Linked DNA regions of Mus musculus: all the other regions are linked to region 2. A link is a contact called in public HiChIP or PLAC-seq data. All regions are on one chromosome and are shown on one strand. Each heading gives the region's core, a stretch centred on a gene start, on an enhancer-like site or on the middle of the called end of the contact. The rest is flanking DNA. Distances are from core to core; before and after follow the strand shown.

Region 1 (3,750 bases), core at 870-3,369, 450 kb after region 2:
ATGTGTGTGACACTAGGGGAGGGAGGCTTCCTGTTGGCAAGATGGGAAATGAGCTATCCAAGCATTTGAGCAGTGCTCAGAATACCAGTCAACGTCCTTCCTCCCACCAGCATAGCAGCAGCAGGACTTGTAGACTCATGCTCTCTCACTGAGGACAACCATAAGGTCTCAAAGGTGAGGGCAGCAGGGTGAGTGTGTATTCTCATCTCCAGTTATAACTGGTGAAATATGTTCACATTATGCAAATGGTTCCCAGTATCAGTCTGATGGCCTGTGGATATAGCCCCATAGAGAGCGACTTGCCTAACCTGTGTGAAGCCCTGAGTCCAGTCCCCAGTGCTGCCAAAGGCAAGCAGCAGCAACATCAACAACATGACCATTTGTAAAAATGTTCAAAACAGCATGTCCCTTCTTAGTATCCAAAAACAAGAAAGAAGAGAGTCAGGCCAAAACATCCAAAGGCGCTGAAACAAAACCAGGAAGGACTTGCTCTGTCTCTACTCCGAAGTTGTCGATTGCAGAGGCTTGTGTACCCTCCTCTGGCATTGACACACACCCTCCCCCCACCGGTTCCCCCCACCCTCCCCTCACCCAGAATGAAGGCTCATTCTCAGCTGGACCATGTAAGGCAAGGGCGAGCTCTTAGGAAAAGGCTGCCTTTCTCCAGCATGCATGGTGTCCTCAGAAAGAAACCCTGCCACGACTGATACTCTACCTTCCCCATGCATCTGAGCAGCCTGCCGTCAGGAGCTCCTATACCCTTCTTCCTGGCATAAACTAATAGGTTTGGCAAAACACCAAACACCATACTTCAATGGCAGCTTCAAAGGACACCTTAGTGTTGGATGACGTGTGCGCTGCTGTTAACGTGACTGTCCCATAAACGGCTCTGAAAATGGTTCCTTCTACGAACCTAGGGAGTGGCAGTAGACTCTGTTTAATGCCATCTGGGAGGAAAGAGGATTTCATGTTTGAAATTTGGGAATAAACAAAACCAACTTTCTCTCTCCTGCAAGGGTTAATGCTCCAGTCAGCTTCAGATGGGTTCTCTTGAGTCTTACAATTGCTTTTCTGGTCACGCACTCAGAAGGTCTAAGCATTTGTGGATCTCACCCTCCACCCCCACCCCAAATGCTATTCTCTTTGGCAGTCTTAATTACACAGGGGTTGGGAAACCAAATTAAAACTAGGCGTGGCTGGGTAAACAGCGATCACATTGCAGGCTTTTAGCTTTGCTCTTGGGGCTGTCTCTCCTTCCCGTAGCTCTGCTTTGCACTTCGTATTTTCCTGAAGGAAATAGCATGGGGTCTTTTGGAAATAGTCACAGGAAGTGGGACTCGGTGGCTGGTTACTCACCAGCCGCGGAGTCAGTCCTGACAGGTGGCAAATGCTGCTGCCTCCCTCCTGATTTATGTGAAAATAGCCCCGAGAGGCAGCCATGAGGGTGGGTGCACAGCCCAAAGGGCTTTTTGTCCACCGTGGCTTTCACGAGGAGACTGGTCATGGCGTGTCATCTGGATTGGGGGGGGGGGTGTGACTCAGAGCTGAGCTGGGGTCGCTCCACACACGTGGTAGCCACCGTGGGGTTTCTGCTCAGTTCTCAGAGTGCAGGCGGTCTCCTAAAAATGATCTCTCCCTCCCACCCCCAACAGCCGTCCTTTCTCAGTGAGTCACTTCCAGAAATGAATAGCCGCAGATTTTGGAATGAGCATTGTGAAATCTCTCGTTTATAATGGCAGGTTTTCAGTTGGTGGCTTGATCAGACATTTTCTCAAGATGAAAATGAGACCTTGTCTTTAAAAAGAAAAGAAAGTAAGTAAGCCCTGTGGATTCAGAAAGCAAAAGTCTCCCACTGAAGAGCTGTCACAGCTGACCTAGCCCTGTGTGTCGAGCTGTGTGTCCTTAGATCTGCCTGTTTGGATGAGTTCTTGGAATTACGGACCTCTCAGCAGTAGTAGCTGGTGGTTTCCAATGCAGAAGGTTACTATTTGAATCAGCTCTCCTCTGGGTGAGTAGGTGGTAGTTTCCCAAGGTGTTCAGCAACTTGAGCCGTGGATTTAAAAGACTGCTGGCAGCTCTTACACACTTCTGCTTCCTGAAGCCCAGTGGATGGTTCTGCCGAGCAGCAGGAGGACCCTGGGGTGTGTTTGAACAGTGTGGATGATTGAATTACCACTCTGTCTTCTGAATATGGAGATCTTTTGAGGAGGAGAAGGTATTTTTGCAGAAGGAAGTGGTTTTATTTGTTTTAGGGGGAGCTTTCAGAGGGGTAACTATTGGGTTTCTGTTTTAAGCACTAAGACCCTTCTTTGGTGTGAAGGAGATAAATGACTTAGGGTCTTAACAGAGAAGTTTTTCTGTAACTCTGAGGAAGCTGTATGGCACTACTAGCAGTAGCCTCTGTCCAAGGAGGATGCTAACCCCAGCAGAGACTGACTATCTGACAGTACCCACTCTGGGTCTGCCAGGCCCCATGGGCTCCTGGGTTAGTGGGAGCACTTTGTGCAGGGCAGAGAGAATGAGCCCAGTTACTGGAAGCGGGGAGTGTAGCTGCAGGGATTGTTCTCTCAAGTGGATCAGTTGTTTGACCTACTGACTCATTTCGTAGGAATTGGGAAAACAACCTAATGTGGTTTTATTGTCGCTGTTCAGGACTGCAGGGTCTCAGCCTGGGATTGTGATGGGCTGGAGGAAGGTGCTGCTAGCATTCATGCTTTCTGCTGGCCCGCTCTTGGCTCTCCTGTGGAATTCAGTCCTCTGCTTCCAGGACAAGCCCAGCCTGCACTTGGGGATCCTTGGGTGACCGTTCAACCGTGAGTATTTTTTTTGAAGCTCACTGATTCTTGCTTAAAAACTTATAAATGGCATTTCATCAAAGGAAGAGCTTCAAAGAACTATCTTTGCTGGTTGTCGTGTGTGTAACACATTTCACATTTACTATGAAGAGGACTCTGTGTGTGATCCTGACTACAGAAGCACACATGACCTACAGATAACCATGGGAGCTAAGAATTAAGATTTTTTTGTTTGTTTTTATAGCATATACATAAAAATGAAGTTGTAGTTTTATTATTTAAAGCGAAACGTGAGGTAGATCCGTAAGATGCACATTTGAGGAAGTGACATGTCTGTGTGCAGAGACTTGTGATTCCTGGTGCTTTTCTTTCTCACCAGTGCTAGTAAATAAACCTCAGAAGAGAACAAAGAAAGTGCTTTGGTCCCGTGTAAGAGCAGACTTAGAGAAGATAGCCCTGAAGATGTGTATGCTACTCTCTGGGTTAGCTGTGCTGACTGCCTCCTCCTGATCCCATGTCCAGATCATATCCTTAATTAGTGTAAGGGATGCTTGTTAGGTGACGGCTGTGGGCGTTCTTACTCTCCCACCAAGGGGCTGAGTAGAGGGTACAGTCTATTGGGTCATGTCTGTTTAGTATACTGTTATGTCCTAACGCTGCAGAGTTAGAGTTATCAATCTGTTCTAGATTCTAGCCCTCCCTCCCCACCCCCCACCCCAAGATGCTGATAGAAGCCACGAATCCTTTAACCACGTCATTACACTTTTGCTTGCACATGGAGGCATCCACAGAAATGGAGACCCCTCTCCAGATGCAGCAGGTATAGGAGGCTGGGTTGCACTCTCAGGGGGTTGGGGGGGGGGGGGCTTACCCTTCTGGGCAGTTAGACTTCCCAAAGAACTGCTGTTAAAAGCAGGAAACAGCCAGGCCAGAAGTCACTCCATGTGGCTGCTGG
Region 2 (3,486 bases), core at 192-2,691:
AGACCGCAGTTCTCAGAAATGAATCTGGTTTCTAGCACTCACAGAATTAGTGGTGTGAAATGGTGGTGGCAGACCAGTGGCTTTCCCAGGTTACCTCAGAGGAGGGTGAGACACTGTTTCTGACCTACCTAAGGCACGCAGTGTTGACACCAGTGACAGCCTTGCTTCCCATTTGCTGTTGTTAGCTAGCTTTCTCCTATGTTGCTTAGATTGGGACCCCCATCTAGGGAATGGTGCTGCCCACAATAGGCTGAATCTTCCTACATCAAGACAATATTGCTCAGATATGCCTATAGGCCAGTCTCTCAGTTGAAGCTTTCTTAGAGGGTTCTAGGTTATGAAAAGTTGGTATTTCAAGCAAGCTGTCACAGGTTTGATGGAATATGGGGGAATAATTTAGGAGGTAGTTATCCCAGGATTATAGACACACATTCAAGTCTTTACCATGAACATTGTGAATGTGACCCGAGGCATACAGTCATTGAAGGTTACTGTGAAATCACATTGGTGTTATTGTATTTTTTATTTGCCTGATTTAACTGTCACCTTTAAGGCTTACTGCCTCAGTCTGCTAACCTGTGCCCAGTCCTGGAAGCTTCTAGCCTCCATACAATCTAATCTAGGCCTACAGTGTTACTGATGAATAAGCTCGCTCCTTTCTAGGTCTGTCTTAATCTGTGTCTAGTTTTTTTTTCTCTTTCCCTGCAACCTTTCTCTGTACATCTGTCCCAGTAAAACTGCCTTCTCCCTCCCTCCCTCCCTCTCTCTCTCCCCTCTCCTCTCTCTCCACTGCTTTCTTGTTTTTTTTTAATCTTTTTTTTAAAGATTTATTTATTATATATAAGTACACTGTAGCTGTCCTCAGATACTCCAGAAGAGGCCATCAGATTACATTACGGATGGTCGTGAGCCACCATGTGGTTGCTGGGATTTGAACTAGGGACCTTCGGAAGAGCAGTCGGTGCTCTTAACCACTGAGCCATCTCACCAGCCCCTCCACTGCTTTCTTAAGTTGTTTCCCTTTCTCTCTCTTCTAAGAGGCAGGCAGATCCTATTCTGTCAAATCCTTTTCTGATTCATCACTTTCAAAACTGGCTGCTTCCTTCTACAAACTAACTTTACCTTCGTTGTATGGGGTTCAAGGTGTGTGCTAAGGGCTGAGCCACACCACAACTAGAAACATTTTTTTTTCCAGTAAATAATACAATCGCAGGGTTCAAAGTGTGACCATATTCTACCACATACTGGAGTAGGGCAGACTCTAAACTAGTGGACCCAGAAGTAGAATGTTTGCTTGGTATCCATGAGGATTTGGGTTAGGACTCCAGGTTCCCCTCCCTTGACAAAACTAGAGGCACACAAGGAAAAAAAAGCCATGTGTTGATGAGTCAGAGAGCGCAGTGACACAGCTATTAGTCAAGGAGTGCCAGGAACTGAGAAAGAGGGAATGTGGGACTGCCGGCTTCCAACCTCTGGAGCTGGGGACAGTACTGTCATACTCCTATGAAGCCACCTTTACGAGAGGAATCTGCTCCATTGGAGGGACTTGTGTGTGGGCGCACTGACTCCTGGGAACTGGATAAGTGGTAGTGTCCTCCAACATCATTCAACATAGCTCTTACAATTGGCCTTTAAGAATACATGATTCTAGGGCTGGTGAGATGGCTCAGTGGTTAAGAGCACTGGCTGCTCTACCAGAGGTCCTGAGTTCAATTCCCAGTAACTAACTACATGGTGGCTCACAACCATCTATAATGGGATCTGATGCCCTCTTTTGGTGTGCCTGAAGACACACCAAAAATAAATAAATCTTAAAAATATACATGATGCTTATCTGCTATTCTAAATCCCCTTTGGTCAGATTGTGCTGATTGTCAAACTGGTCTTCCTGCCTAGAATATAGAATAACATATATCTTTCTCCCCTGGAAGCTCTATTCCGTCTCTACATTCAGGCAAGTTTGGGTCCAAACTGGTTGGGATCAGTATGTGATTAACATAGCTGGCTAAGGAGGGAGAAGCACAATATAACTGTACACTGTGCTAACAGCACTCTCAGTTCTATGTAATCCAAGCCACCATCAGTTATAACACGCACAGGAAACCAGGCATGGTGTCTCATGCTTGGGATCCTAGTATTTAGGAGGCTGAGGCAGAAGAAGGGTCATCCTGGGTTACCAGCCAGCTTGGGCTGCAGAGTAAAACTCCGCCACCCAAAAACAAACGTTGAAAAAATAGAAAGTTGGGCTGGAGAGATGGTTCAGCAGTTAAGAGCACTGACTGCTCTTCCAGAGGTCCTGAGTTCAAGTCCCAGCAACTACATGGTGGCTCACAACCATCTGTAATGGGATCTGATGCCCTCTTCTGGTGTGTGTCTGAGACAGCTGCAGTGTACTCATACAAATAAAAGTAAATAAATCTTTAAAAAAAAAAAAAGAAAAAAGAAACAGAAAGAAAAAGAAAGAATAACTATTTTATAAACCACTAAAAACAAAAACAAAACTCTGAAAACATGATCAACAGATATTTATAACGTGTGTTGATTAGAGAGCCACAATGAGATGTTCATCTTAGAACATGTGGGAAGCATTGCTGGAAGCCTTGTCTGGAGTTGTGCTATCTGAGCTAAGAGGACAGAGTTAGAGGGCACGAGAACGGGGCACACAAAATAGGTGCTCATCACTGCCTGCACATGGTGCTGGGGTCAAACCAATACTTAAAAAACAAACAAACAAACAAACAAAAATGAAACAAAACTTTGTTCATGTTGTGTTTGTTTGTATGTGTATTTGCATGTGTGTGTACACAACCGCAAGAGTAGTTCCTTACTTTGCAGACTCTCTAACCTCCCACCACTTTAGGAATGACATGATTATAGATAAATGATACTGACTGGGTACCTTGAGCCAGCATATGGAGTACTGGGTCTCTGATTAAGTACCTATATTGATAAACTTATCCTGATGCAAAAGTTATTTTTGTGTTTTGAGAGCTGGTATTTCTGGGAGTCCTAAGCAAGATTGGATTTACCATATAGCAATGTGGCTGACTCTACTAACAAGGGAATGCCATCAGAGATGGAGACTTATGGGTAGTTTGGTTCATTTGCATGTATCCCCATGTGAGGTCCATTTTTGTTACTAGAGACCTGATGAGGTGATCAGTTAAACTAATGCTGGGATTTGGCAACCCGCAAGGCAAGAACAGTCTATTGTCTTTCATCCTTCTCAGCCTCTCAGCTGCCAAACGGAGATCTCTTTGATCTTAGAAAACCTGTGGTTTTTGTTCTGTGCGGTTGGGGCTTTATGAATCGAGTTTGCTGTTCTCTCATGTTAGACGGTTTTCATTGGGAAGTCACTGATACCTTCAGGGGACATATGGCAGTATTGGGACATTTTCAGTTGCTGGAGTTGGAGGCAGATATGTGTGTCTGTTACTTACAGCTAGTGGACAGAGGCCAGAGATGTTGCTAGAACACTCTAATGCA
Region 3 (3,694 bases), core at 944-3,443, 470 kb after region 2:
GGGTTTGCCCAAGTTATGCCTTGTCTTTCTGTCTGGTACCTGTTCCTTCGGCTTATGATTGACTTACACTGAAGTCGTTCCTCCAGCCCCTGGAGTCGTATCATGAACCAGTGAAACAGGAGGCCTGAGTGGGTGGGTCGAAATGACCAGAGTACCTTCGTTTGTTTCAGATCTTAATCTCTTTTATCCAACTCTTGATTCCCCCCTGTCTTGACATCCCTCAGCCTGGCCTTGACCTCCACAGAAACTTCCAGAACTACCAGCAGCCTTTGGTTACTAACACCCAGTTCTGTTGCAGTCATTCTCTGATCTTAATCATCCTGATTGTATGTAGATGCTTACAATGTAGATTCTTATCTGAAACACTAGCTGTGCCAGCCACTCACATCAGGAAAGGGAGACATTTATTTAAAGTTTCAGGGTGGGATTGGGAGTGGGGACGTGTGCTAGAGAAAAAGGAGAGAGAACGGTTTGATTTGAGACAGTAATTCTGTGTGCTACAGATGATCCTCCTGCCTCAACTCCAAGTGCTGGCATTGCAGATCTGTGCTGCTATGCACAGCTTTCTCTTTCTTAGTTTTCACAGATCTCAAAGCTAACCCTCTGAAAGGGTTAAAGTGCTTGCTCAAGGCTGTGTAAGGAGCAGTAGAGGAGACACCTGCATCTTCCTAATCCAGGACCTACACTGTTTGTCCCTTTAATCCCAGGCAAAAGGTGCCATCGTTTGAGAGATCCCTTTATGACCCTTGACAGAGGGTAACATATATGTCCTGGCACTCCGCAGGCTGATACTCCTGAGGAGCAGGGCTTAAAGGAGAGGGAAACCCCTCCCTCTGCAGAGACCAGGGCCAGCCCTTCAGAGCGAGGTGCTGTCTTCTCCCTGGAGTTGGGTACATTGTGAGCCTCGCTGCAGTTCTGCCCTTAGATGGAACTTTTGTGTGAGGAAACTCACAGACTCCTGCAGGTTTCTTCACTGCAGAAACTGGGTGTGTAACCCACCGCCAACCAAGCTATAGGGCGGTGGCCATTGGGCTCCCAGGTTCTCTGGGGGAAGAGGGTGAATTATAGCTACTCTGTAATTAGGCTTTCTCAAACACTGACCTGGGAGGCTCTTCGCCAGCCTAAATGCAGTAAGCCACTTTCTAAACACTTCCGCTGCGCCTGTGATCTGATGGGGACCCTGATACTGCTTAAAGCACTGGCCCCGCTCCTTAGGCCTGTGGCCACACAAGTTTGGGAAGCTGCTAGTACTTTATGGTGCCACGGCTTTACTGCTGCACTTTGGATTTCACCTTGTGTGGGTCTTGACACATCTTCCTCCTCCTCCTCCTCCTCCTCCCTACCTTAATCCTGAACCTGGGTTCCCCGCCCCAAAGGCTGTTAACACAGACTGTAACATAATCACGGCTGCTTCTCACTATTTCTTTTACCAGTCACCATCTTCAGATGTTAATCCCAGTGCCCAGTGATCTTCCCGACAGACGCTCCATTCTTGTTTGGAAATTACGTTGAAGGGCGTGAACTACAAGAGGAATGGACTTTGGACATTGTGAGAGTAGTGGATAGAATGGAGGGTTGTCGTGTTAAGTCAAACAAGCCAGACTCAGGACAACTTGTACTGCATGTTCCCTGCCATATAAGGAATCTCAAGTGAAAAGCAAAACTCAACAGTGGGATGTGGTAGTGTACATCTTTAAGCCCAGCCACTGGGGAAGCTGAGGCAGGTGGATCTTGTGCATTGTAGGTCAGTTTGGTCTCCAGAGCCAAGTTCCAGGTCAGCTAGGAGTCCACAGGGAAACCCTGTCTGGGCTATCCAAAACAAGCAAGCAAACCAAGATCCAATGCACACATTTACACAGGAGACACAGAACGAGAAAGGGAGCGTTTGGGAAGGGGATGTGGAAGGGGGAGGGGTGGGTGGTGAGCACTGGCCACATACTCATTACTTGTGTGGAGATGGCATGATGAAGCCTGACATTTGGATAATGAAACATGGTAATAGTAAAAAGAAAATGGCACTTGGCCCTCATGTGGTCTGCAGATAGTATTCTTTTCCAAGCTGACCCGCTCACAGACCTGGCCCACACCATCCTGGTTCGAGGATCAGCTTTGAGGCCTCTGCTGTTCCAGGCTCCCTGAGGGGCATTGCAGTCATTAACTTGGACATCGCAGTGGTTAGAATCTTGACTGCTGAGTCACTGGGCTTCTCTTTGTTGAGTTGTTAAATCTCTTGTAAACCATCCTGTGTGGGCCTGCTGGGACAGCATTCCCAGTTTGTTAACCTGAGTGATCAATATTTTGGAAATGGCACCGCCTACGCCCTTGGCTTCTTGTCTGATGAAAGGTACCTCTGGCTTAAAGTTAGACCACATAGGAAAGAGTAGAATGATGTAGTTTGAGTTCCATAATTGCCCTCTGCCTGGCTGTAGAGTGAGCAAAAAGGATTGTTCTCAAAGACAAGTGTAATGTCCGCCCTCTGTGGGCCTTCTGCAGCCTGCATTGCTAAAGCCTTAGGGCTTACCAATTCCCCTTGAAAATAGACCTTCTCCTACCCTGTGCAAGACACCTTCATTCTTGCTCTGGTTGGATCTACAGGTTTATAGCATGCTGCAGCTCCTACACCAGCTTGCACAGTACACCTCGCTGCTGTGCCAAGTGGAAGGCCAAGGGCCGTGCTCCTTAGTCATAACCACCCCAGTGTCGCCAAATGCAGGTAGCCAATCCACAGCAGTGCCTGCGGAAGGAAGTAATAAATGTCTCTCACTGGACAGCAGAGAGAAGGGACCTTTTGAAAGTGTCTGAGTAGAGAACCCCACGTCCGTGGGATACACCCTGAGGTTCGTGTGTCACCGAAATACCACATACTGCTCCTCTCACGAAGGCTCTCTGCAGCGTGTCTGTCCCTGGAAAATGCTTGTAGCAGGTTGTCTTTGTGGCCCTGTAGAAGTTGAGGTGCATGCTTGCAAATCACCCTTAAAGAGGTCTTGCTGTATTTTGTCCACGGTGAGTCTCCAGTGAGTTTTTAAGTGACCATCGGAGTTTGATAGCCACTCTTACACACCCAGCTGCCAGTTCACAACCAGGGAAGACCTACAGAAACCTGTGCTCACCAGCGACAGCACAGGTCCCGCGTGGAGGCCCTTGAATGGAGAAGTAATCAGAATATATTTGCAGGTGCTCATTCAAGTGTGCGGAGATGGGAGGCACAAGGCAAAGGTATCTTTTTTTGACACATCCGTGTATGCCTCTCACTTGTGAGCTGGACCTCTTAGCTGCATCCCTCTACTAAAATGCCAAAGGAAAGTTCCGTATTGCTCGTTCGATCATCTCATGTACTACCTGATTTAACCCTTACAAAGCTCGGCTCTTCTGGGTACGGCTTCCAGATGTGTGAGCACAGCTACTGCAGTGACACGTGTGGCCTGGCCCAGACACACCGGTTAGGCCTGCCGAGTCCTGGTGGCCCTAACGTTTTGAAGCTGTGTTCCTCAAGGGGTGCTGGTTCAGGATGTGATAGTTCTTGTGAAATCTCCAAGCCCCGAGGGAAGTTATCTTAATCCAGTTTGCTCAACACAAGAACAGACTGGCTTCTCACGTCACTGGGAGCAATACGCATCTACTGCAGGGCCTTTCCACACAGAGCCCTGCTGTGGGTTACTGACTCAGACCAGGCCCCGATTTCCCTATCAGATTT

The links. HiChIP or PLAC-seq counts read pairs in DNA pulled down with a chosen protein or histone mark.
Region 1: a FOXA1 HiChIP or PLAC-seq map of pancreatic cancer cells shows a contact between it and region 2. The contact joins two enhancer-like sites. A contact is called at or near these places in 1 of 15 datasets of contacts at CTCF or cohesin (embryonic stem cells), 8 of 484 Hi-C or Micro-C datasets (embryonic stem cells and palatal mesenchyme) and 1 of 115 datasets of contacts at active chromatin or transcription factors (pancreatic cancer cells).
Region 3: a contact with region 2 is called in a FOXA1 HiChIP or PLAC-seq map of pancreatic cancer cells. The contact joins two enhancer-like sites. A contact is called at or near these places in 1 of 15 datasets of contacts at CTCF or cohesin (embryonic stem cells), 8 of 484 Hi-C or Micro-C datasets (embryonic stem cells and palatal mesenchyme) and 1 of 115 datasets of contacts at active chromatin or transcription factors (pancreatic cancer cells).

The regions. Positions count from the first base shown.
Region 1 is chr6:31,086,555-31,090,304 of GRCm38.p6, reverse strand. No RefSeq gene overlaps it. Among named protein-coding and RNA genes, the nearest start is that of Mir29b-1, 25 kb to the right of the region's middle. Within about 2 kb of position 2,119, at least 182 of the 459 cell types and tissues checked have an H3K27ac peak or open chromatin away from gene starts, as enhancers often do. A contact at or near this core is called in pancreatic cancer cells, where this site is marked.
Region 2 is chr6:31,532,801-31,536,286 of GRCm38.p6, reverse strand. The region is part of intron 1 of Podxl (podocalyxin-like); the gene reads left to right. Among named protein-coding and RNA genes, the nearest start is that of Podxl, 29 kb to the left of the region's middle. Within about 2 kb of position 1,441, at least 25 of the 459 cell types and tissues checked have an H3K27ac peak or open chromatin away from gene starts, as enhancers often do. A contact at or near this core is called in pancreatic cancer cells, where this site is marked.
Region 3 is chr6:31,065,525-31,069,218 of GRCm38.p6, reverse strand. No RefSeq gene overlaps it. Among named protein-coding and RNA genes, the nearest start is that of Mir29b-1, 4.3 kb to the right of the region's middle. Within about 2 kb of position 2,193, at least 33 of the 459 cell types and tissues checked have an H3K27ac peak or open chromatin away from gene starts, as enhancers often do. A contact at or near this core is called in pancreatic cancer cells, where this site is marked.